Linked DNA regions of Ovis aries: region 1 is linked to region 2. A link is a contact called in public Hi-C data. All regions are on one chromosome and are shown on one strand. Each heading gives the region's core, a stretch centred on a gene start, on an enhancer-like site or on the middle of the called end of the contact. The rest is flanking DNA. Distances are from core to core; before and after follow the strand shown. Region 1 holds the start of TNS2 (tensin 2). Region 2 holds the start of PFDN5 (prefoldin subunit 5).

Region 1 (7,431 bases), core at 1,716-4,215, 190 kb after region 2:
AGAAGGCTGAAACTGGGACGAAGCTCTGGCCGGAGTTCTGGCCCCCTCCCCCACTGCCCACTCCTCCACCCAGACCCCTCTGCCCAGTCAAGGGCACTCCTACCCTGCTGGTGGCCCGGCTGCTGTCCCTCCTCCCCAGGGCTCTGAGCAGCCTCTCCACAGGGCCGCTGGACTTCATGGTTCTCTGGCTGCCTGGGGTGCTGGCCTTGGGGCCCGAACAATGCTGGGGCCTGGCCCGGGGCTTCCTGGAAGCGGCCTGGCGGAGGCAGCCGCTTCCCTTGGGTGGAGAGTAGGCTGTCTGGCTGGTGTGAGGAGAAGCCCAGCCCTGGAAGTGGAAGGGAGTGCAGGCGGGAAGGGGGCAGGTCGCTGCTCCAGGAAGTGGGGGGTGGGGAGGATGTGGGGGAGGCCAGGAGATCAGATTCCCAGGATCTACCCTGCTGGGAGTGTCAGCCCAGGATCTTTTGCCCCCAACCCATCCTGCTCTAGAGCTGCCCCCTGGCCTGGGATCTACCCTATCCGGGGATCTGTGGGATCCTGAGGTCCAGCCCCCAGTGGGGCGGGGCAGGGGCGGGGTGGGAATTTAGGTCTCAGGGCCCTGGCTCAAGGGCCAGAGGGGAACGCTGCGTCCCTGCCAGGCCAGCCTCCCTGCCTGAACTCTCAGGCTCTCTAGGGACCTTCTAGTGGGAGGGAGGGGGAGCTGGGAATCGTTGTCCCAGCCAGTTCAGGACCTGGACTGCATCCTGAGGGTCAGCGTTCTGCCTCAGTTTCACTAGTTGGAAGCAACAGGAAGAGGAAAACATGCACTGGCCCCTTGCCCCCACCATCTACATCGAAAGCCAAATTCCAGCTGAGACTGCTCTGCCCACAGGAGTCAGTTATTCTGCCCTAGCCCAAGGCATTTGAGGCCCTTCTGAAAGCTCCCCAGCTGCCCTGCTCCGGACACAGTCCTTCACTCACCTCCTCCCTGGGTCCCTAGCTCCTCTTTGGAGCCTTGCCACTTGGGCCCTCCTCCTCCCTGTCCAGCCCTCCCCCCACCCCAAGCGTTAGTACTACCTTCATGGCTCCCCCAGCTCTGCTCTTCTTCCTCAGCAGCTGTCCCAGGGCTGGAGGACTGGACAGGAGGCCCCCCTCCCAACACATACTCCACCCCCCTCCGCGGGCCTCCTGCCTCCCTCCTGGGAACACAGCCAGCTTCCTGTCCCAGGAGTTAAGGGAAGGAGGTGGACTGGGGCATTGGAAGGGGGGGGGGACAGTAATCTTCCAAAAAATGTTAGGGGTTAACAGCCTGGGGGTTCTCAGCCCTAAGTCTTGGATCACAGCCCCCCAGAGCAGTCCAGTGGAACAGTCCAGCTGCTTGAAAGAATGCGCAAATGTGTGTGTCCTGTCCACCCCCCCAACATTTGCACGGTAGTTACTGAATGTCCCAGGGCTCTGGCAACTCCCCTAGCTCTGGCTTCTCCCACCAGGCCCTCAGCCTCCCCTCTCCCTCCCCCGTGCCCATCAAGGTTGGTCTAACCCTGCCTCCTCTGTGATGAGCCCACTCAGGACACTTCCTTGGGCTGGGCCTAGCCTGAGATGTCTCCCTTGAAGCTCTAATTCCCCTTCCAGGTCAGGAAGTCTGTCCCCAGGGTACCTTGGCCAGAGGGAAGCCTAACCAGTAACTGGAGAGGGGCACTGGCTCTGCAACCCACTCCCACCTCCAGCTCTGGCTGGTTCCCAGGACATTCCGGGCCCCTGGCCAGTGTGGGCAATCGGGCCGGCCTGGTCCAGGCCCCAGCTCTGCTGGGAGCAGGTGAAGGTATGGCGGTGGTGCCGGTGTGGGTGGTCTTTCTCCCCTCCTACTGCAGTTACCCCGACCAGGACTCCTCCAGCAGGCTTGTCTCTACTTCTGCTGCCTCCACAGGGGCTGAAAAGTCCCCTAGCTTGGCAACAGGTCCCCAACCTCCTCGGACCCTCGTTCTTGACCTCGTGGGTGGCTCACTAGCTCCTGTGTTGGGTGGCCAGGGAAGATGGCTTTGAGTCCCTCCCCACCCTGTGCAGCGCCTCTCAAGTGAGATAGAAGTGGGAGAGCGCTGAGCCCGCTGCTAGTGCTGACAGGAAAAGCAGCTCCCTGGGGCAAGCTTGGGAAGGCCAGGCCTGAGCTCTGGGACCCTGACCCTCTTCCAGCCCGCAACTTTCCCGAGCCTGTGTCAGTCTCTCCCCCAGCCTGGGCCCCTCTCACTCCAAAGCCCTGGGTTTGTTTGGAGAAACCCCTCCACCCGCGCTCCCCCTTCCTGGAAATAGCTGTGGTTGGATGAGCAGCTGGGAGCCCAGCCGCGGAGGAGGGGTGAGGCCCAGGGAAGGAGACAGGGAGGAAAGGAGAGTGCCCAGGGTGATCTGGAAAACTGACGATGGAGGCCGCATTTGCCTCGGTTTCCCCAGATGTGAGGTGGAAAAGGAAAACCCTGATACACACTCTCCCCGGCCAGTTCCCGCCCAAGTCCCGGGCCTGCGGGGGCGGTGCGCGTGCGTGGCGGGACCGAGCGGCGGCGAGTGCTGTCCCGACGCGCGAAGGCAAGACGGCCGGCCGGGGAGTGGCCGTGGGCTGGCCCCGCCCCCTGGTCACCTTTCGGGCCTCTGTCGGCCGCGGCCCTCGGGCCCCGGGCTCCAGACCCCCGACCTGGCGCGCCCGCTCCGCTCCCCACGCCCATTCGCCCCGCGCAGCGGCCCCGCGCCCCCTGGCGACCACCAACGGCACTGCCCGCCGCGCCGTGACGTACAGGCCGCCGCCCTCCCGCCCGGCGCCTCGCGGCCACTCACCTGCGGGGGGCGCCCGGCGGGGCGGGGGCGCGGCGGGGCGGGGCAGCAACAGGGGGAGCCCCCGGGCCAGCCCATCCCGCCCCGGGCCCGCGCCGAGCGGACGCTGAGGCGGAGGAGGCGGGACGGGCGCGCCGCGCTCGCCCCCGCCGCTCCCCGCGCCGCCCTCTGCTCCCTCCCGCGCGCTCTCCTCCCTCCCTCTTTCCCTCCTTCCCGGGCTCCAATCCCCACGTGCCGCCCGCTCCCCGCCCCTCCTCCTCCGTCTCTCTTCTCCCCACCTTCTCCGGCGAGTCCACGCGCCTAGGAGCTGGGAAGGAGGCATGCGGGGACTGGCAGAGACCCTCGGAGACAAATTCGGGGAGAGAGGTGGACACGGAGAACAGAGGGACAGGAAACAGAGCCCCGCAGAGACTGACCCAAAGAGAGACGGGAAAAGAAGCTTACGAGCCAGCAGAAGAAAAGGTGGACAGAAGGCACCAGAAGCAAGGGCGCAGAGGACTGCCTCAGCCTCTTTCAATCTGGCCCCTTCTCAGGAGTGTATTTGAGAGTGGGCTTGACCCCCAAATTAGGGGCCACCCGCGGCCTGGCCTAGTGAAGCTAGCACCACCGTCCCATCGGGGCTTCAGACGAAGGCACCGGGTGTCACTTGTGTCCCAAGTCACTGGGGAGGCTTCCCTGGTCCTCTGCCCCACGGGAGAACTCTCTCAGATGCCACTTATGCTCCCCTAAAGGACTCAGAGCTGAGGACCTCCAGGTCAAGTTCAACTCCTCATCCCTAACCCTAAGCCCCTCCAGTGAGCCCAAACACCCCCGTGCTTTGAACCTGGCCTGTCCTGTTCCCTAGGAGAATTCTGTTTAAAAAGTCTTCACTTTTAACTCAAGTTTCTGGCTTCCCAGTGGACATGGAAATTCATTCTAATCTCATTCACTATTTTTGCAGTGTCTGGATCTGGTACTAGATCGGCACTTCTTGGAACTGAGGCTCTGGGGTTGGTTTGAGTCTTGCTGCCCTGGAGGGGAAGGTAGGAGGAAGGAAGGGATGTCTTTCTAGAAGCGCAATCTATTCCCATTCCCAGATTCCCCACTGTTCTTTAGCAGTGAGTGGTTCCTGAAAGTTTCTCCCTCTTTCCCCCTCCCCTTTGGATTTTCCATGATGAAAACTGGCGGGGTCGGGGAAGGGGGTCAGGCGGATTCTGAGGAGCCAGTGCCCTGGCCTCAATGCCCAACGCCAAGCACTAAGGCCCTCTGTTCCTCACTGGCTCGTCTCTCATCTGGGTCTTTTCTGTGCTCATCTAGCCTTTGGCAAAGGCTGAGAAGTCTGGTTCTGATTACGAGAGAGTGGAGCACCTGATTCTAATCTGGCAGCAGGGAAGAGGTTGGGAAGTGGTGGATGGTGACAGTGCAGGGCCCCCAGAGACTGGCATTTGGGAGGGGTAGGTGTGGCTGGGACTCTTGAACTTACTGCTCTTGACTGAGTTGGTGTCCAATAGCCAGTCTCAGATTAGAGCGGCAGGAGTCACTGGGCTTTGGAGAAAGGGGTGAAGGATTGGAATGGAGCAGGGGAGGGAAGAGATCAGGAGGCACTAGGAGAAGGGGAGGGGCTAGAATTCGGAGGACAGGAATCCGAACCTACTGGGGAGGGGTAGGGCTGAAGATCATTTAGTGTATTTTGGCCAGATCTGATTATGTAATCGAGATACTGAGATATGAAAATTCACTCACTTCTTTCGAACCTCAGGCTAGCTCTTACAAAATCTTTCCTCTTCCAGAATTTGTTAGGGTCTTTGGCTGGGCCCTGGGATGCACACCAAAGAGGGTAGGTTGTAGAGGTACCAAAGGAGAGACTGGGACTCAGAGAAAACATCCTTCATTGGATCCCAGAACGGTGGGCAGGGCTAGAGCCTCACACTCATGCTGGTATTGCTACCCCTAAGAAACTTTTTTGGCAGGTGTGGTGGGGGTGGGGGGGCATGCTGCCTGGCTAGCAGGATCTTAGTTTCCCAACCACAGATCAAACCTGGCCCCTGGCAGTGAAAGTGCTAGGTCCTAACCACTGGACAACTAGGGAATTCCCACTAAAAGGAAATTTTGAGGTGCCAAAGAATTGAGGGAGGGTCATAAGATGGGTAGCTGAACTTACAGCTCAGGGGAAGGGGGCTGCAGGAGGGACGCTGAGGAAGGTGGAGAGTGAAAAAATAAAGGTGGCAGCTTGGAGAGGGTGAAATTATAATGGATGGCATGGGGGGCCAGCCAGGCATCCTGACTACCGTACCAGCTGAGAGCAGAGGAACTTTAGAAAGAAAGGGGAAAGGGAGGAGAAAAAAACCAGGATGGTTTCAGTGAAGGTGAATCAAGTTGAAGAACACCTTCTGACCCTTCTTGTAGGTTTTCCTTACCTTAACTATGCAGAGGGCAGCCCATCTTGACACGGAAGGCTGAACCCCCTCTTCCGTGGTCTGGGGTGATCCCATGCTTGTGATGCAGTGTGCTCAGATCCTTGGGGTGTGGGATTACAGGAGGAGGGCATCGAAAGAGTAGGCTGTTCTGGCACAAAGAGGTCAGGGGGACTTGAGGGAAGGGTTTGGGCTCTGGGAACCAGGAAGGGCGGGGGAGGGGCAGAGCTATCTCCAAAGGCGGATCTCCTGGCTGAGGACAGAGGGTATATTGTCCAACTGGGAGGTTGCTGCTGCTGGGCGGGGAGCAGTGCAGCTTGCCTCTTCCAAATTTTTCTTTTTGGTGAGACTGGGGGTGAGAGAAGGCAAAGCCTGTCATCCACACTTGTGGCCCTGGGGGTTATGACGGTTACTGAGGTTTTATTTGAGCAACAGCTTTCCAGAAGATGTGTAGGTCTCCCACTTCCTGAGAAACCAAATGCTGGGCACTTACTGGGACCCTGCCTTGGGATCCGGAGCCTAATGCTTAATCCCTGGAATACACGTGGGACCTGGCCAGACTCAAGTTGATGCCAAACCTGCAGCCTCCAGTTGCTCAAGACAACAGGTTGACAGGGCTGACCCATCTTGAAACCCAGTTCAACGGTTGGACTTCTGAGAGTCCATACATTCTGACTGAGGATGGGGGGCAGACCAGTGAACTTAACCCTGTTGGGACATAGAACGGGGACTTCCTTTCTCCCTGCCTTTTCTGTGCACAACCAATGTGAACCTCTTTCCAGTCAGCCCTTTTCCCATCTTCATCCTTCTTTCTATCAGTTTATTCAGACCTCAGTATTACAGTGAAGAGGGTGGCTTGAAATGAAGGCTTTGGAAGATGTGAGGCAGGCTATACAGGCAGCCTGGGCGGGAGCTTTTCCTCCCTGCCCACAGGGATCACAGCACAGCACACACCCCTTAACCAACTTGGAAGTCATTATCCCTCAACTTGGAAGTCAACCCACCGGCGCTAAACTACATGAGCTGCTGCTCGAACTGGCCCAGGAAAGCCACCTGTTTAACTGCGCTCCCATCTCCATCTCCCACCCCACACTTCCTCTTGGCTCCAAGTCCCCAAAATTGTCCACTGTGGTTTCTGTGCCTTTTATGCTCCACCCCCTTGTGACCTTAAGGATTCTCTGCCACTGTTCTAACCTCTTTCCTGCCTTGAAACAATGAACAGTCTGTCTCTAGCTGTTTGGAAAATTCCCACTGTTGGTGCTTTAAAAGTGGCCTCAGTTGTAACCTGGACCACCCTGTCAACTCCCCTCTGCCTGCACAGTGCAGCTAGGAGAGCAGACACAGCACCCATCCAGACTGGAGTGCAGGTTTGCAGAGACAACACCTCAAGGACCTGCAGATGTAGCCCTAGAGTTCCTGCTTCATCTTACGATTAAAATAAACAGTACAGGAAATGGGATGCAGATACTCAGGTAAAGTTAACACCAGGCACAAATGATGGAGGGGGAGTTGATACTATCATTTCCAGTTCTGAGGCCTTAGTCAACAGATTCTGCTTGTAGTCCCACACTTCAGCTGCATAAAGTGGTATCGAGTACTGAGAGAACTTCAGCAAGGTGTGTGTGTGTGGAGAGCACACTGTCAGTGGACAGAATGTGGTATGCGTATCAAGAAACTTAAGCATTAAAGTGAACTTTAAAGATCAGATTTATTTGGAGAAAACAAAAAACCCCCAAAACCCAAAGGATGGGATTTTACATTTCAAGACATCTCCCAGGTATTAAGTCTACAGATTACAAATCATTTTCATAGAAGATATTTTTGTACAAATTTTACATGTAATGAGGAGCGGGTCATAAATCCCTGTTTGTTCTAACAGGGTGACAGAGTAGAGGAACGGGGGGAAAAAAACCAGCTTTTTTGTATACATCTATTTGGAAGGAGTAGACATTTAGAGGGCAAACCCTACCTTTTCAACATCTATAGCAAATGGTTTAAAAAAATACCCTTTCAACCTTGGGTATCTCTAAAAGCCACTTCCTAGCTACTAGCCACTCCAAGCCAATTATTTAAAGTTACCTCACTTGGTATGTCCTTTATGTCCACTGGGTAAATGATTCATTAGGCTCACTGCTGCAGCACTCATAAACCAACACCCTGCAAGGGTGGACAGGGTCTAACCTAGGACTGATGGGAAAAAAGTTTGCAAGTAAGAGACCAAGGTGTCTTTTCTCTGTAGGTA
Region 2 (7,246 bases), core at 4,566-7,065:
ATAAAATTACCAGAAAAAGGACGCAGTCAATTACATCAAGTGCCACAAAGAAGGCAGTTAAGGTGAGAGGGTTAAGGTGACAGGTCAGTCAGTTAACCCTCAACCAGCAACCTGAGTCTGGCATTGAGGTCACTGGTGCCCTTTCCACCAGCATTTCCGGTAGAGAGATTGGAAAAGACCCGGCTGAATGAATGATAGGATGGATAGAAGCAATGAACTGAAAGAAATGTGGAGCCAGGGTCAGCTCTTCTTTTGAAGAATGCCTGAGAAGTGAGGGTGAGATTAGGTTGTATACACTGGGAGCATTCCCTCTCCACATCACTATGAAAAGTAATATGTATACTTAAAGAAGAGAAAGACAGGGAGGGAAGGAGAGAGAGAAAGAGAGAAACAGACTTCAAATACCCTCATGATACCCCAGAGATAACCATTTTAAACAGCGAGGTGTATGTGCGGGAGGGGGTTATGGGTTTTTTTCAGTCCTTTGTTTTCAAGACAGGAGATGCGTAAACAGAGTTTCTTTCTTCAGATAAGAAGTAGAAACGCTGATATAGAGTCCCAGAGCAGGAAGTGATACACTGGAAAAGGGGCAAACAGAACGGTTTCCTGAATTGGAAAGAGGGAGTTGATTCAGGAGGGAGAAACTGAGGAAGTACCCGCAGGAAAAGCTCAATTTCTTTTGAAAGAAGAGAGACAGGATCACTCACTGAGAAAGTTTGATGAGGTAGGGGCTTGAGGCGAGGGAAAAGGATTGGAGAGGTACTGGGGATTCTGGCCTCTCGGCCAGAACGATCTCCCAGGGGTAGAGTGTCAATGACGTAGAAGACAGCACACACTCACCACCTGCCACAATCACGTGGGCCCAGCAGCCTGAGGTAGGGCAGCAAGGGCACAGGAATGGATTAATCTCTGCTGGGGTATTCAGTGAGGTAAAGATAAGGCTGCTGGGAGAAAAGCCTGGCGGAGCCAAAGAAGGAAGTGAATCGGGAAGGGCCCCCGGGGTGACCAAGGGACGCCACGGCAGACGCGAGGGCTCAGCGAAGCACAAAGCCACCTAGATGGGTGCAGAGTAGGTGGAGCACTGGAAGCATGGGAGACAGCAGTCCCATGGGATTCAACATGAGGCGGTTCCCTTCGCTGACAAGAACCACGGCAGTGGCCTGGGGCACTGAGAAAATTAAAGGAATGGTAGTGAGTCCTCACCTCTGGTGATGGTCATATCGGTGTCTCTGAGGGTCGTACTCGCCACCCACGTCTACCACGATGTCACAAGCAGCCAGTTTCTCGGGGTCTCGGGTCCGCACGATCTCTGCATCCTGCAGGAGACACAGGAGGTGAGGGGGTTGCCAGGGTCGCACGGGTAGGGGATTAATGTCGGGCTTCCAAGGAGCAGAGGAGGGGAGAAGGGTGCTCGGGCGGGACACCTCTAGGAGGACGCGGTCCACCCCGGAGATTTGGCGGCATCCCCCGGGTCAGTTCGCGCGGCCTGTACCTACCCGGTACTCCGGCAGGAGGCGCAGCAACGCGCACGCCAGCGCCTCATCGCAGTGGAAGGTGCCGTTGTGCGTCCCGATTCGGGGCGGGGCCATGAGGTGGCTGCGGGGTCGTTTGGAAGGTGGGACAGGCTCCAGGCTGAGCTTGAGATGCGGGCTCCGGAGCGGTGGCGGCGGCAACAGCAGAGGGAGGAAACCGCGCAGGAAGCGGCGGCCCATGCAGCTTCCTCCACGAGGAGTTAGTAAGAGCGCCGACCCGGAAGGGGAAGCGCCTGCGCAAGCCCACTTCCGGTTGCCAGCTGTTCCTATGGCAACGGGCCGCGCAGAGGGCCTGCCACCCAGCATTGAATTTTTAAAAATTATTATTGCTTTTATTTTACCCAGGGCTGGACCACTGCTTTGCTACCTGGTGCCCAAAGTTGCATTAAAAACAATGCTGAGAGATCATACCTTGAAGTATGGCATTTTGATGGCATTTCCCATCTTCTCAAATTTCTATACCACAGTTCACTTATTTTTAATTTAATTGGAGGCTAATTACTCTACAATATTGTATTGGTTTTGCCATACATCAACATGAATCTGCCACGGGTGTACACGTGTTCCCCATCCTGAATCCCCCTCCCCATACCATCCCTCTGGGTCATCGAAGTGCACCAGCCCTGGGCATCCTGTATCACCAGCATTGAATTTTGACTCTAGTTCCTCACAGATTCCCAAGTGAAACCCCCAAGATGAGCACTGCATCACTCCTGCTTATCAGGTTCTGGGCAGGGGCACACCCTCTTAACACCGCCCTCCCACCTCCTCACTAGTCCCTTGCCTAATGCAAGAAAAGACCACCACTCTGCCCAGTTGGCTCATTTATTAGCATTAAACACAGACCCTCTTCTTTCCCCAATCCGGGAAACCACATCCACAAAGTCCCAGGCCCCGGAAGCAGGCACCCTCTGCCCCATTTCTGAAACAAGCTCTCAGGCCTTAGCGGTAGCCTGAGCTGCTCCCAGGGTTGTGAGCTGCTGAATCTTCTGGCTCATCATCTCCATGACAGCTGTGGAATAAAAGAAGAGTCAGACCCTGGGCAGGAGCTAAAGGGGAGAGCTCAGAGTTAAGGAAAATTGACAGGTAGACTACTACAGTTATTTAACTTTCAACACAGAGATTCACTGTAGAGGGCAAACACAACACCAATTTAGAATCTAAATTGTCAATAATATGAGATGTGAAAGTCACTCAGTCATGTCTGACTCTTGGAGACCCCATGGACAGAGCGGCTCCTCTGTCCATGGGGATTCTCTAGGCAAGAATATTGGAGTGGGTTGCCATTTCCTTCCTCAAAGGCTCTTCCCAACCCAGGTCTCCCGTATTGCAGGTGGATTCTTTACTGTCTGAACCACCAGGGAAGCTCATATGAGAATAATATGAGAACCACTGGGATATAAAAACGAACAAAATACAGTTTCAAATGAGTCACATATACCCAGAAATTAATAATGTGGAAAAGATGTTTGCTTTTGGAACAGTGGTTCTTAATCCTAACTGTATATCACACAGGGAGCTTTAAAAAAAAACAAACAAACACTCTTCTCTGGAATCTCACCCTACTGATTCACAGTTGATCCTTGAACAATACCTGTTTGAACGGTGTGGGTCCACTTACATGTTTTCTCACCCCAGTACTAAATACTATAGTACGACATGATCTACAATTGGTTGAATCTGCAAACTTGAAACCGAGGCTCCAGAGGGGCAGACTATAAATTATATGCAGATTTTCTTCCACTTCACCAAGGTTTGGCACCCCTAACTCCCACGTTGTTCAAGGGTCAACTGTAGTTGGTTTGGAGTCGCCCAGGTTTTCTTTTTAAACTATCTGGGTGATTCTAATATGCAGCCAGGGCTACAACTGCTAGTAGTTGGCTAGTTAAGGCTGTATTTCTTTGCTATGTATTCATTTACATGCACCTGCTCCCTCATTCCATCCCCATTAAATAGGAACTCAAACACAAAAACACATGATTTCCTTTCTCTAAATTTCTCAAGCACCAAAGGTAGTGGGTATGTTAGACACAGAATCTAAGGGGTAATGCATCAAGATACCAAACAGAAAACCACAGTTTTAATCCAGCAAAGGGGATACTCCCTCCCATGGTTCACACTGCAATCCATGTTTGTTATTATGGAGGCAGAAAGGGTCTGAAGAGGTGTCCAAGGCCAAGCTTACCCTGTTTCATGGCGTGCTTCTCCTGCAGAGCTGGCTGGATTTTTTCCATTTGCTTGGTGAGGAAGTCTATCTTCCTCTTGAAGAAGTCCTTGGCATCCTCAGCTGTCTGCAAGGTCAGAGTGAATGAGAGGTGACCCATTCTGCACGCTAGCCCTCCCCCTCAGAGATGCATTCTTACGTTCCCTTCTACTCACCTTCTCTACATAGTAGCCAGTTCCCACATCAATAAGCACATGTTCCACATCATGTAGCTTCCCCGGGACATACATCTGAGAAGCAAGGATTAAGGGAAAACTAGCCCAGTATGAGTCATGATTCCCTGTCAGCTAGTTCAGCTTGACCTACCAACACCCTCCTTTTCTAAAAAAGGAGGCAGGAATTCCCTGGAGGTCCAGTCGCTAGGAGTCACTACTTTTACTGCTGGGGCTTGGGTTCAATCCCTGGCAGGGGAACTAAGATCCCACGAGTCATGGAGTCAAAAAAATAAAATAAAATAAAATAAAAGGAATAAGCTATAAGGCACATGTGAAGGCCTACAAACTCCACATGAGGAGAGACAGGGAAGCTGGTTCCTTATGGAGAAAAATCACATGTGCTGATCTTGTTCTGATCCCATCTGCCATCCTGCAAGCAGTTCTTACTATTCTTACCATTATTCCTTCCAGAAAGACTAGATATTAGAGCAATTAGAATGATAGATAGATCATTAGAATGACAAAAGAGGATAATTCTTTCCTGCTGCTGTTGAGTAATAGAGGGAAAAGCCAGCCTCACTTTCTCTTTAACACTCCAAGACATGAATTAGCTAATTCCTGATGGATTTAACGTTGATTATTTAAGTAATCCCTACTATGCCGATATTCCTGTGTTTCCTTTTCAGCCTGTCCATTCTCAGGTAGTTTATGGGTGCCCTACTGCCATAACTTACTCAAATGCAACATGCAACAGGTAAGACATAATCCAGGTTTCTTAGTAACAAGTTAGGAATAAGAGCCATAATTAAACTGAAATTGAGGATTAATAAACAGAACCAACCCCTTTGTTTCCAAATCCTCTATTCTTCTATTGCTTATGTTTTCTAAGTTACAGTAAAAATGTAAACCACCAGTTCTACCTCCCTACTAGGTTATATCCTCAGAGAGCAAAGGGAAATAATCACACCTCAATTCTAAACGCATACACCTGGGTGCTCACCAAGCATTAATTAGTTGCTGGCCTTAGGTTAGACAGCAGAGCTAAGCTTGTGTTAACAGCAGTCTCAGAACCATCTAGGCACTCTGGAATAATCAAAATCTCCCGCTCTTTTTTGAAGGTTGTTAGGTGTGAGGGAGAAAACGAGAGGGCAGGGAAAAGGCTCCTGCGGAAAGGATACAGAACTCGTCAGTGGGACAAGTAATTCTTTACCTGTGAAAGCAATGAAGACAAACATGTGGGGAAGGTTGGCAGCTCCAACTTTTAAAGGGAGTTTCGAAGCGGCACGGCGCCCGAAAACTATACGAAAAGGACGAAAATAGAGGCAACAGGAGCAGAAAAATGTCCTGGACATTTCAACTCTAGATAAGCAACATGCAAAGGGCTCCTGCAGCGGTATACAATACGTGATGGACTGCTCTCTCGTCTCAGGTAAGAAAACTGGATTAGGAGGCGGGAAGAGAGAAGCCGGCTCGCCACATCTCCCAGGTTCCCTTCGCACGCCTACCCCGTACCCTCGTTGTTTTTCTTCAGCACGTTCAGACAGTCCTTGGCTTCCACATACTTGGTCTGAACCACCTTGAGCTGGGCAATGGACGTGGACAAGAACTCCACCTCCTACAGAGAACAGGAATGAGGGTCAGGGTGGGGGCTCGCGGGAGAAGCGGGCACTGCCAGAGAAGGGGCGGGTCCTGGGACGGGGTGGGGGTTTCGCCTGGGAAGGGAATTCTCCCCAAGAGGGGAAGAGTGGGGGGCAAGGAAGTACGCGCTGGGGGGGAAGGGAAGTGAGGCGGGAAAGGGGTGCTTTTGGAGCCTATCCCCACCTGGTCCAGTTGGTTCTTCAGCATTTCTAGCTGCGGCAGATTCAGCTCGGTGATGTTAACCGACTGCGCCATGTTGGGAAGGAGGGCTTATGAAGCGGAAACCCTCCGGGAGAGCAACGCTCTAGCCGTCCTCTGCGTATCTCGATGGCTACGCCTGGAGGCCTCGCAGTGCTAGACGTCTCTATGGTCCTTCAACCCAGAAGAGAAGGAAGCTCGCGGCGGGGCGGAGGGTACGGAATCTTCGGCGTGACTTCCGATGGAATAGAAAGGGCTGCGGCGTTTTCTTTTCGCAAAATATCCCAAGCCTCGCATAATCAAGTTCTAACGAACAGGATTCTTATGCTCAAGAAACTTAATCTTACTCAGGCCTTGGGACTTCCCTGGTGGTCCAGTGGTTACGAATCCGCCTGCCAATGCAAGGGAAAGGGGTTCCATCCCTGGTGCGGGAAGATCCTACATGCCAAGGATCAACAAAGCCCCTTGTGCAGCAACTGCTGAGCACAGCTCCTGCAAGGGGCAGCTACTGAAGCCTGGGCGCCTAGAGCCTGTGCTCGGCAACAAGAGAAGCCACCGAAGTAAGTCCACACACCCACTATGAAGTGTAGCCCCTACTCCCTGCCACTAGAGGAAACCCGCCCAACACCATAACCACAGCGGTGGTATAAACCTGGTGACAACAGGCAAGGAAGAAGCTTGGGAAGTTCTAGGAGCAACGGACAGGAGGGACAGTAGCATTATGAAAGGGATGCTTCGCGCAGATGAAGCCAGAGTCTGGCGGTTGAGAGAACAGGAAGGAGGCACGTTATCACCCACAGTACAGCAGTAGCTTTATTAATCAACACAGTGTTTTACCATGTGCTAGAAGTGAAGGATCCATGAGTGTAAGATACATAGTTCTGAGCTTAACAATCTAGTTGGGGAGAGGAAAATCATACATAAGTCGCAAAACTTCCCAATGTGTATGTGTGTGTGAGTTGTTCAGTCGCGTCCAACTCTTTGCGATCCCGTGGACTGTAGCCAGCTAGGCTCCTCCAGGCAAGAATACTGGGGTGGGTTGCCATTTCCTTCTCTGGGGGAATCTTCCAGACCCAGGGATTGAATCCAGGTCTCCTGCATTGCAGGCAGATTCTTTACCATCTGAGCTACAAAAACTCTCCAGAACCTGCTGCTAAAGTGCATGGCACTGACAAGCGTATTAGCTGAATGTGGGGGAAGGACAGTATCCACTTAGGAGGGGGCAGGGCAACTGAGGCAGTAAAGCTAATGTCATTCTGAGGATACCAGAGGCAGGAAGTCAAGATAGATATGAGTGTACCTGGCCAAGACATTCTCAATGGATCTATCTCTACCTTTCCTCAGGGCTTTGTCCCCACTTAGATCATTTTGATGCCCTGCTCTCCTTTAGCTTTGTCTGCTGAGGCCAAGCCAGGTCCTGTGGTTCGCCTTTCTTCCCAATGCTCTCAGACTTGGACTGTTGCAAGTTATTCTTATCTATAGAACCATATAGTGGGAAG

Evidence for each region. A called contact is a pair of places that touch in the nucleus more often than the background predicts.
Region 1: a Hi-C map of skin fibroblasts shows a contact between it and region 2, with 2.8 times the contacts expected there. The contact joins the promoter of TNS2 here to the promoter of PFDN5 in region 2. A contact is called at or near these places in 3 of 16 Hi-C or Micro-C datasets (retroperitoneal adipose tissue, skin fibroblasts and tail adipose tissue).

Annotation. Positions count from the first base shown.
Region 1 is chr3:133,391,610-133,399,040 of ARS-UI_Ramb_v3.0, forward strand. It overlaps TNS2 (tensin 2), which reads right to left and starts at 2,966. Exons shown (of 29, transcript XM_060412549.1): 1 at 2,800-2,966. The coding sequence starts at 2,874. EIF4B (eukaryotic translation initiation factor 4B) reads right to left here. Exons shown (of 14, transcript XM_060412552.1): 14 at 6,879-7,431.
Region 2 is chr3:133,201,095-133,208,340 of ARS-UI_Ramb_v3.0, forward strand. It overlaps PFDN5 (prefoldin subunit 5), which reads right to left and starts at 5,816. Exons shown (of 6, transcript XM_004006305.5): 1 at 5,733-5,816; 2 at 5,424-5,526; 3 at 5,090-5,121; 4 at 3,912-3,986; 5 at 3,718-3,823; 6 at 2,344-2,544. The coding sequence starts at 5,804. The coding sequence ends at 2,468. It overlaps MYG1 (MYG1 exonuclease), which reads right to left and starts at 1,746. Exons shown (of 7, transcript XM_004006304.6): 1 at 1,497-1,746; 2 at 1,204-1,316. The coding sequence starts at 1,712.